Linked DNA regions of Sus scrofa: region 1 is linked to region 2. Evidence: chromatin contacts called from public HiChIP or PLAC-seq data. All regions are on one chromosome and are shown on one strand. The core of a region is the stretch at or near the end of the contact, and the rest is flanking DNA. Distances in the headings are between cores, read along the strand shown.

What was found. HiChIP or PLAC-seq counts read pairs in DNA pulled down with a chosen protein or histone mark.
Region 1: a contact with region 2 is called in an H3K27ac HiChIP or PLAC-seq map of skeletal muscle, with 7 times the contacts expected there. The contact joins the promoter of RUNX1T1 here to the promoter of TRIQK in region 2. A contact is called at or near these places in 2 of 5 promoter capture datasets (fetal liver and fetal skeletal muscle), 2 of 47 Hi-C or Micro-C datasets (embryonic fibroblasts and heart right ventricle) and 1 of 2 datasets of contacts at active chromatin or transcription factors (skeletal muscle).

What each region holds. Positions count from the first base shown.
Region 1 is chr4:44,595,976-44,601,997 of Sscrofa11.1, forward strand. RUNX1T1 (protein CBFA2T1) reads left to right here and starts at 4,317. Exons shown (of 15, transcript XM_021089123.1): 1 at 4,317-4,877; 2 at 5,481-6,022.
Region 2 is chr4:43,706,448-43,712,786 of Sscrofa11.1, forward strand. TRIQK (triple QxxK/R motif-containing protein) reads left to right here and starts at 1,392. Exons shown (of 5, transcript XR_002343224.1): 1 at 1,392-1,527.

The sequences.
Region 1 (6,022 bases), core at 3,067-5,566, 890 kb after region 2:
CAAATCAGAGCTGTAAGCCTACGCCACAGCCACAACAACGCCGGATCCAAGCCTTGGATGTGAACTACACCATGGCTCCCAGCAACGCTAGATCCTTAACTCACTGAGCAAGACTAGGTATTGAACCCACATCCTTATGGATATTAGCTGAGTTTGTTACCACTGAGCTGCAATGGGAAGTCTTGTAAGTTTTCTATTTTAAAAAAAATCTGTTTATTATCTTAGATCTCCCTAAGAACTAAAGTATTTACACTGTGTAGAGCATGTGTACTCAGTAAATGTGACTTAACTACTATAGAATAAGATAAGAAAATTTCTACAATTTATTCTTTAACTTGCTATCCATGTTCTAAAATTAAACCTAAAACAAGTTAAATGGAGTTCCCTGGTGGCTCAGGGGGTTAAGGGTCCAGCATTGTCACTGCTGTGGCTCTGGTTACTGCTGTGATGTGGGTTCGATCCCTGACCTGGGAACTTCTGCATGGTGTAGGCGTGGCCAAAAAATAAAAATAAAATTTAAAAATAATAAACAAAACAAATTAAATAACAAAACTGCAAAGATTTGGAATAAAAACTTGTCCATACAAAGTTCAAAAACTAAGCTACATAAAACTATACAGCAAAAGAAAGAGAAATTACAAATAGGGCAAGTTCTTAGGAAAATGTAATTATTGCTTCCTCTTCTTTACATTTATCATTTTTCTACAAATGTAATAATTTTGTTAGAAATAATAACATGGTAATTAAGAATTTTCATCAACCTAGTCACACAGGAGGACTTTTTCAAGGTATGTAGAAAATCGCAGCTTAGGAGTCATTTAAACTTTAATATGTATAAGAAAGAATTTTGAAAGTGCTAATTAAGGGCTTGTTTACATTTTGTATAGAAATTCCTTTTTGTGAGAGGTGACTCACATATCTTTAAAGAAGATAATAAGCACTCATCTGAAATTTGTATTGAATGCTCCCTGCTTTTTTTTTAGGATTGGCTTAAGGGAAAACAAAAAGCATCCCTAGGTAACATTACTGAAAAAAAAACCTGTAAGCTGAAAGAACTAGGTAACTTTACAACAATGAACATTTAATGATGTGAGAAAAAAATCTGTGAGGAAAAGAAAATCGCAAGTTTTTTTATAGTTTAACACATTATTGAGTATTTAATTTTCAATTTAATGGTTTCAGTAGGGTGGTAGCTGACTAGTTTTCTAAATGATCTCTTTCTTTTTTAAAAATTTATTTATTTATTTTTTTGTCTCAGCAAAATAATAGTTCTGAAAACACAGACACCTGATCTCTCTTGTGAATGGCAGATAAAAACTTAATATTGATTCCTGTCTCCTTAGTTTTTTAAAATGTATCAATTAATATTTTATTGCATTAAGAATGTTAGGTCATGTGTATTTCCCACCCTAAGGCCAGTTACCCTACAAACATTTTGTAGACCTGTACAGTTTTCACACCCTCCTCCCAAACTTTAGGAGCTCCTTCCTTTTCATTTAATATGCTTTATTTTCCTAGATTTTGCAATTCAGTAATCAACCTCATGCTTGAGTTGGTCCCTATTGTTACTGTTTGCTCCAAATAAAGGAGTTAGGAGATAATATAAGGATAAATCCTACAGAAAAATGTCTTACATTTTGCAGGAAAGTGGGATTAAGTAATATACGAAGTCAGTCCTCATCAGCATAAGGATACACATTTTTCAGCTGCTCTTATCAGAGTTTTTTTAAAATCTCAGATTTAGTGATATATCCTGTTTGATGCAAAGTCAAATTGAGTAGAAAACGTTAGTGTTTTTTTAAAAAAACAAGCATAACTGGAACAATGATTATTATTTTTTCCAGACGAATCCCTGGCAAAAGGGACAGCCCTTTAAGAATTTTATAAAAGTGTGAATATAGCCTGAAAATGTCACTCGGTTTTGGTTTCCTGCAAGTTACTTTCCATCGATTTTTGAAGTTTAATGTTTCTATTATGCTTTCACATCTATTTTGGCACAATTTACAGGAAGAAGAAAAATGTAGCATGATATGCATATTTTATTTCTCCCTTTTTTTTAATGTCCCAAACTGTTGATTTACTTTATTTCTAAATTTTAAAATATGATTTTAGAAGTAACAGTATTTCACAAAAAAAAATCCTAATTCAGATGTCACTTTATTAATTTTAGATAAGGATAAATGTGTAGTTCCAGACTCTAAGTTCTTGGTTTTCAATTTGGGGACAGAAGAAGTAATACAAGTAATAGAATAATGAAGTAATAAAATGTTTTGATTCTTTAAAGAATACATAAGTAAGCTTTGATTATTTCCTACAAGAAGGAGTAGCAGACATAAAAATTTTATATTTTAAGATTTTTCAGGCTGTTAAGTTTGCAAGGGTAGCAAAAAATAAGGAGCTGTAATACAGAAATTACTATAGAACGTACAACTTGATAAAATTTGAGATACAAATTAACAGCATCATATCAAATACCAAGAGTTAACATTACAATTCATTAATCCATTATAATTCATTAGTCAAATGTCCCAAGGAGAAGGCAGAATGTACAATGAGTGTTTTCTGAAAATGAATTGCAAAAAAATTAGTAGAGTCTGAAAAGACTTCAGAATTGGAAGCTCCAGCTGGGTTTAAAAGGATGGGGGAAGGGAGTTCACACACTATTAAATATTTGAAGCACCGTTAAAAAAATAAAACCCAGGAATGTCTCATCAGTTCCCACTGCATCAGGCCCACTCTGAGTCTATCTCAAGCATTTTCTTCCTTTGTAAAGATGAGATTTAGAAACTTATACACAGGACATTTTGCGCTGATTTAGGCCAGTTGGGGAAAAAAAAAAAAAAAAAAACAGGTTCAGAGTAGGATTTCAAATTGTTGAACTAAAATAATAACATTTGCAGTTGTGGCACTGTTCCATAATAATTTTAAAAGATTTCATTTTACTTATCATTGAAAGCCATTATCTGATCATATTTGACCTACATATTAATATTTTCATTATTATTCAAACCCTTTTTGCTCTGTACAAACTGTCACTCAGTCCTGTTCACTGGGAGATTATTTATTTACTCTGGAAATATCTGGAATTCTTTCACCCTATCTTTTCCTTAGGGACTCCCCTCCCCCCATTATTGATATTAATGTCTGGAGAAGGGGGATACATCCAACAAAAACGTGAGAGAGAAAGAGGCCCCTCTTAATGGTATACTATGGAAGAAGTAGAAAAACAAAGAGAAAAAAAGAAAATGATAATTGTTTTCTCTAAGGCTATTATCTAATGCGAAAGCAAATAGTCAGTCTGGAAATCAGCTAACAGAAGGGGATTAGAGAGGAGATCTGAGAGTGGCTTGATTTCTAGCAGAGCTGTCTCTCCAGCCAGTGATGAGACACAGGCAGGGCAGCCAGGAGCGCTCCAGATGGCCGGGGAAAGTGGTCGTCTTGGGTTACTGCAGGGCACTCGGGCCGCAGGAGAGCAGGCGGCCGGGAAGGGATCATTAGGGAGCCAGCCCCACGTCCAGCCTGCTCCGGAGAGGGCGAGGCCAGGAGGGAGGCCGCCCGCCCGCGCGCCCTAGCGAGCCGAGCCTGCCCATTGTTAACATATACTTGACCTCCGTGACCCCTGCACGACACAGATGTCTCCCACCTCCACCTCTTCCCCCGCCCCGCCGCGGGCCCTCCTCCCTGCACCTGGTAGCTGCCTTGCTGCCGCCTCCCTCCCGAGCTGCCCCGGCGCCCCGGGCGCGGGCGCGCGCCGGAGCCGGCCGGGTGCGGGCGCTCTCAGCGCACAGCGCGCGGCGCTCCTGCTCCCCGGCGGACGCCCGGCCGCCCTGCAGATAAATGCGTCGCTTTCCTAGAGAGTGAGCGAGGGCGGGTGAGGCAGACGCAGACGCCGCCTGTGACAGTGGCAATTCCCTGCGCCCCACATCACATTTGTCTGCCACAGCAGCAACAACAGAAAAGCGGAGGGAGGGTGGGCGGGAGGAGCGGAGCGGAGCGGAGCTCCGCAAGTCTTGGGTTCTGCGTGGAGGCTGCGTTTGGCTGGCGTCCTCGACCCGGGCTCCTTGCACCGCCACTCGCAGTGCGCAGCGCCTGGCGGCCGCAGGCGCTCCACCGCGCGACTCCACGGCCTCGTGGCAAGCGCGCGTGGGCGAGTGGCCTCGGACACTCTGGCCTCGCGAGGAGAGCGGCGCCGCGCCCTCGCCTAGTCCCCCTGCGGGCAGGCAGAGACGACGGGAAGTTTTATTTGCAGCTCGGAGCCTGTGGCGGATGGTGGGACTCTCCGGCCCTGTGCAGTGTAAGTGCCCGCGGGAGGGTTGGGCCGGCGGGCGGGTGGCGGGGACGGGCCCCAGGCTGTTGCTATTAATTGTTATTCTGATGACTGTCATCTTCCTTTGGATTATTCGGCTGAGAGGCTCCAGGCTGTAATTGTCTCTGAACTAGGGTAGAACTACGCACTAGAGCGAAGAACATTGCGAGTGACTCCAGTCTGCTTTGACACTGAACTTCACGGGCCACCAAGGATGCAATTTTTACTCTTAGATTCCCCGCACTGCCTGTTACAACAGTTTTCTTTCCTCTCCACGATTATGATGTGTGAACAGGAGATCATACCTATTTTTACCCCGACCAAACAACTGGTCAAGGTATCCACGGTGCGTTTGGCAGGTGGCCCTAAACCGTCACCGTGTTTTGTTTTTGTTTGTTTTTTTTAACTAGAAGGAAAGGCTCTTTTCGGTGGTGGAAAACTTAGCTCTGGGAGCAGAAGAGGAAGAATCTTAACTTTGAGACCGGGCTGCTATTGGGGTCGGGGTCCTTCGAGCAGCACCCAGGCGCTTTGCGCCCACCTGCGAACTTTCCGTGTTCCTCTTGGGCATTTGGTGAGCTCGAGTGGGAAGCCCCCAGGGGACGGGCAGCAGCCTCTCGAGCGCCTTTCGGCGTCTCTCGCCCGTGACGGGTTTGGAGCTTTGCCGCCCGGGGTCGATGGGCAGCGTAGCTCCTGTCCCGACCTTCGCGCGCCCCGGGCCCCGCAGCCCCGGCCGTCTGGGTGTTGTCGTCGCAGCCCTAACTCGGCTTGTAGCTCTCCGGAATGGGCAGTAGAGCCTTGTGCTCTGCAGCTCCCGCCTGGCGGAGGCCAGATGGGGAGCCGGGTCCTGGGAATTCGTTTCGTTTTCCGGGCCCTGCCACCCACTGCTCTCTTTGCGAACCTTGAAAGGGCTGGGTTGGTTTGCGCACCCAGACCCTTCTCCCCTGTCAGACTTTGAACTGGCCAGGACGCCTAAAGTCAGTATGGTTAGATGGGTACAAGGCGCTTAAATCCGTTTTTTGAAACTTTTTTTTGGAGGGTGGGTGGGGGGAGGAGGGTAAGTGCAGTCAACCCTTGGAAAAGTTTGCGTACTGATTCCGGGAAGTAGGATGTGAACCAAGACTGTTACTAAAAATATATCCCTTCCTCCCCCCCCCCACCCCGCTCCCGCCCCCAGGCTTTTCAAGTTTGGAGGATTTGGCTGCGGAGCCTTACAGCCCTTGGTTTCCTTATTCCTTGCAAAGCGCAGTACAGAATTCTTTTGAGCATAGCTATCCTTCAAGATTGTCTACCTTCAGTCCCAAGGAGCCCCAGCCTGGCTACAGAGTGTCGCATTTAGGAATCGCTAGTATTCCTCGTGAAGGAGCTACTGAAGACCAGCTACAGGGTCCAGGGCGAGGGAGGGAAGGTTAGGAGGGTTGGGGAGGCCACGCCAGACCACCTTCATGTGCTTAATGTAACTGTGGGCCCCCTTGAATTTTTAACTTCGCTTCCCTTAATTAATCTGCCCAGGGCCTTTATATAAATGGCTGTCCACAGCTGCTGCAAATTGATTTATCCCTTGATAAAGATTGGGTTGCTGACGAAAGCGTTTTCTTTCTACCTTCTGTGTGAACTGAAATCTGTTTTACAGGGTTTTTCTCCCTCCTAGTCTCCTTTTAAACATCTGTACCATTTATAAGTGCACTCAGTGGCTTTTATTATCATACCCCTGCCTTT
Region 2 (6,339 bases), core at 142-2,641:
CTGAGCGAGGCCCGGGATCAAACCCGCGCTCTCATGGATATTAGTCGGGTTCATTAACCACTGAACCATGACGGGAACTCCACAAATCAACATTTTTGTACAGAGGAATTCATAGCCAGCAAACTTTTAGAACTTGGAAATTCACCAGGACAAGAGGATAAAATGATCTGCAGTTGGGATGTGTGTTTTTTTAATTCTAATAATTTCGTCATAGTATAGTGGCCATTTTCATTGAATCTCAAAGCACTTGTCCAGAGGCATTGTTTTAGTTTTAAAAATTTCGTTTCCTACTACTATATCTGACAAGATAAACACTTCTGCTATAATATAGAATTAAACACTCTATTGTATAATATACTAACTATTGGTACTCTATTGGAATAAAGTAAAAGGATTTTTATTATTTTAAAGCTACTCATGCAATTCTGGTTAAGAGTATTAAGATAATCTCATTTAACACTACCTTTATTTCTGGAAGAGAAACTGGAGTCCAACAAAAGATTTAGAAGGACAGAAATAAAATTACATTTTAGACTCAATTCCAGGCCCTGATACTTTGGAAGATTTCAGAGACCCTTCTAGTTAAGTCTATTAATACTTGTCTCCTCTTTTTTTGTATGCTGTTTCCTTTCTCAAGGTTTTCATTTGTTTGTGTGTTTGTTTTTAAAGATATGACGGCCTGGCCTAGAGGAAAGTGGCTTATATATCAGCAGAGAAAAAAATAAATTGGAAGTCGCATATATTTTTTAAGAAATTTAAATTCATTTAACCACAGTATAAAAATAATGACTGCAGAACGACCAAATCAATATAATTCTCATCCCCAGTTTCCTCTTTTATAGGCTGAAGACAACATCTCTCATTGGGTGTTGTGAGGTTTATATAAGGTATAAATCATTTAATTGTCAAATGCTTTCCAAATAATAACTAATAACAATATTTCATTCCCATTTTTTAGGTGTGAAAACTGAATACCTGGACAAACCTCCAAAACTTAGTTGTTGGTCAGGCTTCAGGAATCACCTTTACTAAACTGATCAGTCTGTTAAAAGCTTGAATTTGCAAACAACATTGTTTTCAGAGAGGGTTTATCCCTCTATCTAGGGATGCTCCCAAGAGAGTGTGGATAGGAAGTGCGTGTGTGTGTATGTCCATCAGGTGAGAAAAGTTCAGCAATCAAAATCACGTATTTCTGTATTTTATATTTATAAAATAAGCTGCAGTCCTTATTTTCAGTTACTACAGTCATTTAGTGAGACAGGTATCAAAGCTTGGCAATCTCGTCAAAAGGAAGGAATGCCACAGAGCTCTCGCTTTTCCTCGCAGAGAGACCGACCAATCGGAGCGCAAGTTAAAGCTGGTCCAGCCTCTCTCTGTCGAGCCCCGCCTCTTTTTCCATACCGCCCTCTGGGAGTAGGGGTGTGCAGCAGGCTCCTCCCGCCCCCTTCCTCTGAGTGACAGGACCGTCGATCGCAACATTTCCAGGTGGACACGTAGTTTGTTGGCCCTTGCGTTGGCTGAGCTGAGGTGTGTGTGTCCGGCGAAGGGACTGGGGAGGTCCTGCCAGGGAAGATCGGGGTCCGGGACCGAAAGCGGGCGCACTTCCTTAGTGGGCCCCAATGTGTTTTAGGATACATTCGATCCGCCTCTGGGAGCGGCACTTGGGCGGGCTTGGTGGAGGGGGGGATTCTGGAAGAGGAGTAACCCGGTACATGGTAAACCCGTAGGTACGGTAATTACTTAAGGACCCCATCCCGAAGAGCAGGAATTTTTTGGTGGGGCTGGGGATGGCGGGCTCGGGATACAGGCAGTGGGTGGGAGTGGCTGCTGCGGTTGCTAAGACACGCTCGATTCCCGCCCTGCCAGCGTGTCTGTCGCGGTCTGCTGGGGCCTAGAAACCTTAGTCCCACCCACTCCCGAGGCCTTCCTCTAGGCTAGAGGTTGGCTGCCTAGTGCTGTCAGTTAATTCGCGTCTGCTAATTTCACTGAGCTGCTCTTTGCGTCTTTAGCTAACTCTCAGGCCTTCCCTCTTCCACATAACTCCTCTCAACACTTTCCTCTGCCTCCGCTTCTAAAATGAACAAGTATCTGCAGACCAAAACATGTGCAGAGAAGGGCTTCAAGCAGCATGAGGTGGCTTTATTGCCAGGAGTGTGGGGGTTGGGATGAGTCTTTAGGAAAAGAGCTTGGTGAATCCCTGAACCAACAGGATGTTGGTGTCCACATGGATGATTAGGAAAAGGGGGATAGGAGATCTGATTTCTTCCACCTGGAATTCTTTTTGATAGCTGCTGCTTGTCTGAGCCCAATCAATGAGCTTCTCCGGAAGTTGAGGCAGTTCATTATTGTGCAGGTACTAAATTGTGATTTCCCTTTCAGTCCCTGTTGTGGTACCTATAAAGCCCTCTTTTGCTTTGCTGGCTCACATTTAATGATTAACTATGAGATAGTAACCACAGATAGCCCTTTCAAATCTCTTCTTTGCCCGGATCTTTTAGCCCCAAATGATTCAGCAGAACAAACATTCCAGAGAGAAAACAAAAAGGAGCTAAATGTCTGCTTTTACTTCCTTCTGCTAGGTTTACTGTGTAAATCTCCTGAGAAGGAATCTTGTCCTGCTTGTTGTCACTGGGAAGAAGATTAGCCTAGGAGTCAGCATCTGGCAGAGTTAGGAAATACTTCTCCGTGGGCAATAGCCCTCATAACTGTTTTCTCATCTGTAAAGTGGAGATACTTAGATGTCCTTTGTTTATAAAAACAGTAAGGAGGAATAATTGATTGGAAAAGTGTTATTAAAGTAATGATCTACAGAGATGTAAACTGTTACAGATTACACTTTCTTTTTGTCTATATGATCTCTTGTTGATTCTGTCTTTGGTTAGGTAGTACCTGAGAAGTCTTGCATGATATTTCTTTTTTGGTATCACTAGTTTTTCAAATATAAACATAGCCTAAAAGAACTGAAAGAATTGGGAAAGATTACCTTCTAATTCAACCATGAATGACCTTTTTGGTGTCATATACCACTTTGAGAAGCCAAGGGAAGCTAATGACTCTCCCCTTTTTCTAAGGGAAAAATTAGAAGCATAAGTGGACCCTGGGTAAAGAACATCTGTTTTTGATCAGCTTCTTGAGCTTTAAGGAAATTACCCTCCTACCTGGCCTCTAAAGAGTGACTGAGTAATTTATATCCAAAATACTTGGCTGGGAGCAAAGTTGGGTCTCTTTCCTTTTTTCCATAGTGCACCTTACCATAGTTTCCCTTAGGTTAGGGTCTTTAGTCAATTCCCACGCCTTTTTTTTTTTGTTAGTATTTTTTAATGCTCAATAATTGTTGCCATTTGTCAAAACCATGTAAACTGTATTTTATTTCAGACACCCTTTGATCATTATCTGAAATAATATTTTTATATTTAAGCAAACAAAAAGAGAAATTGTCAAATATTTTGGGAAAAATATTAAATTGCATTTTTGAGGTAAACATTAAGTACATAAACCTTCTCTTCTATTAAAGTCCATTTGGGACAAAGAAAAGCTGATTACTTTTAGTATGTGCCACTGAAATATCATTACCTACTCCTAGAACTCTTTTCTTTACTTAAGTGGATGACCTTTTATATCATTTTAATTTCCCATGGCCAAAAAAAATATTGTGTTTGGTTCCACTTTGGCTCTTTTCTTGATTTCTGTATTAAAAATGGGAGGCTGGGAGTTCCTGTTGTGGCACGGCAGACACGAATCTGACTAGGAACCGTGAGATTGCAGGTTCAATCCTTTGCCTTGCTCAGTGGGTTAAGGATCCGGCGTTGCCTTGAACTGTGGTGTAGGTCGCAGACGGGGCTCGGATCCTGTGTTGCTGTGGCTGTGGCGTAGGCCGGTGGCTACAGCTCTGATTAGACCCCTAGCCTGGGAACTTCCATATGCTGCGGGTGCAGCACTAAAGAGACATAAAGACAAAAAGACAAAAAAAAAAAAAAAAAAAAAAAAAAAGAAAGAAAAAGGAAAAGAAAAAAAAAGGAAGGCTGTAAATAGAGTTCTTTTATTTCCTAATCTGTATTTATCTAGCTTTATCAATAAAAGTGAGCATCTATAGTAGATATTATCACTGGATAGAGAATATATTGAAAAGTGAAAAATATAATACTTTTGTAATAAACCTAAATGTATTTAGGAGCACCTGTTGTTTCTTAGCACTTAGAATTTTATTCAAAGTGTTGTTTGGTATTTGATTCTTTTTTAACTCATTGTACTTCTAGTGAAGAAACTAGAATAAAGACAAATTGATTAGAAAGAGAATTCTAATGGATTTAGAGTTTTAGGGGCTCAAAAAATACTACCTCTTTTCTTCTCTAAACTTTGTAATCACACAGGTGGAGTTTGCACTATCAGCTTTGTTGCTGCAGAACTGATTGGACATTGTTCTTTGAGCAAGACACCAGAAAATGAGTATTAGTACTTCCCTTTCACAGAACCTAGTCCAGTGAAAGAAAATGTCAGTTTGCAGCGTGGATACAAGTACTGCTGGCCTGCATGATTCAGGGCAAAGAGGGAAGTAAAAGAAGGCAAACCTCTAATGTTTACAGGTTTATAATAGGTTATTTCTACCTACTGGAATAAAATGGACCATTGGATTTCAGCTATGCATCAAATAACTCCCCTGTTGAGAAGCTGTGAATACAGAGTTGGATCTGAGGCCAGGACTGCTAATCTAGTGCATGGGTTTTTCAGCCTGGGTAATGCCTCAAATCTATCAAATGGTGGGCTATTTTAAATATGTAGGGGTATTCTTAAATTATTATAATATCATTAAAAGCTGCTTGCTTCTATTTTATTTATTTTTTTATTACTCAATGAATTTATCACATATGTAGTTGAATAATGATCATCACAATCCAATTTCACAGGATTTCCATCCCACAACTCAAGCACATCCCCCAACCCCCCAAACTGTCTCCTCTGGAGACCGTAAGTTTTCAATGTCTGTGACTCAGCATCTACTCCACAAAGAAGTTCAGTCTGTCCCTTTTTCAGATTCCACATGTCAGTGAAAGTATTTGATATTGGAGTCTCATTGTATGGCTGACTTCACTTAGCATGATAATTTCTAGGTCCATCCATGTTGCTAAAAATGACAGTATTTCATTCCTTTTAATGGCTGAGTAATATTCCATTGTGTATATGTACCACATCTTCTTGATCCACTCCTCTGTTGATGGATATTTAGGTTGCTTCCATGTCTTGGCTATTGAAAAGAGTGCTGCAGTGAACATCAGAGTACATGTGTCTTGCGAGTCGTGGTTTTCTCTGGGTAGATGCCCAGGAGTGGGATTGCTGGATGAAATGGTACTTCTAGTTTTAGTATTCTGAGGCATCACCATACTGCTTTCCACAGTGGTTGCATCAATTTACAATCCCACCAACAGTGTGCTAGGGTTCCTTTTTCTCCACACCCTCTCTGGCACTTCTTGTTTGTAGACTTTTGGATGATGGCCATTCTGGCTGGATTAAGGTGGTAGCTCAGAGTGGTTTTGATGTGTATTTCTCTAAGAATGAGTGATGTTGACCATCTTTTCATGTGTTTCTCGGCCATCTGTATGTCTTCTTTGGAGAACTGTCTGTTTAGATCTTCTGCCCATTTTTGGATGGGATTGTTTGGTTTTTTGGTATGGAAATTTTGGAGATTAATCCCTTGTCAGTTGATTCATTTGCAAAGATTTTCTCCCATTCTGTGGGTTGTCTTTTTGTTTTGTTTAGGGTTTCCTTTGCTGTGCAGAAACTTTTAAGTTTGATTAGGTCCCATTTGTTTTTATTTATTGTCTTTAAGAGGTGGATCTGAGAAGATGTTGCTGTTGTTTATGTCAGAGAGTGCTTGGCCTATGTTTTCCTCTAAGAGTTTGATAGTGTCTGGTCTTATATCTAGGTCTTTAATCTATTTTGAGTATATTATTGTGTATGTTGTTAGGGAGTGTTCTCATTTCATTCTTTTCCATGTGGCTGTCCAGTTTTCCCAGCAGCATTTATTGAACAGGCTGCCTTGTCTTCATTGTATACTCGTGCCTCCTTTGTCATAGATTGGTTGGCTGTAGGTGTGTGGGTTTAATTTGGGGCTTTCTATCCTGTTCCACTGATCTCTATTTCTGTCTTCATGCCAGTACCATATGGTTTTGATGATCATTGCTTTGTAGTATAGTCTGAAGTCTGGGAGCCTGATTCCTCCAGCTCCATTTTTCTTTTTCAGGATGTCTTTGGTTTGTCTGGGTCTTTTGTGCTTCCAAACAAACTTTAAAATATTTTGTTCAAGTTCTGTGAAAAATGTCCTTGCTAATTTGATAGGAATCC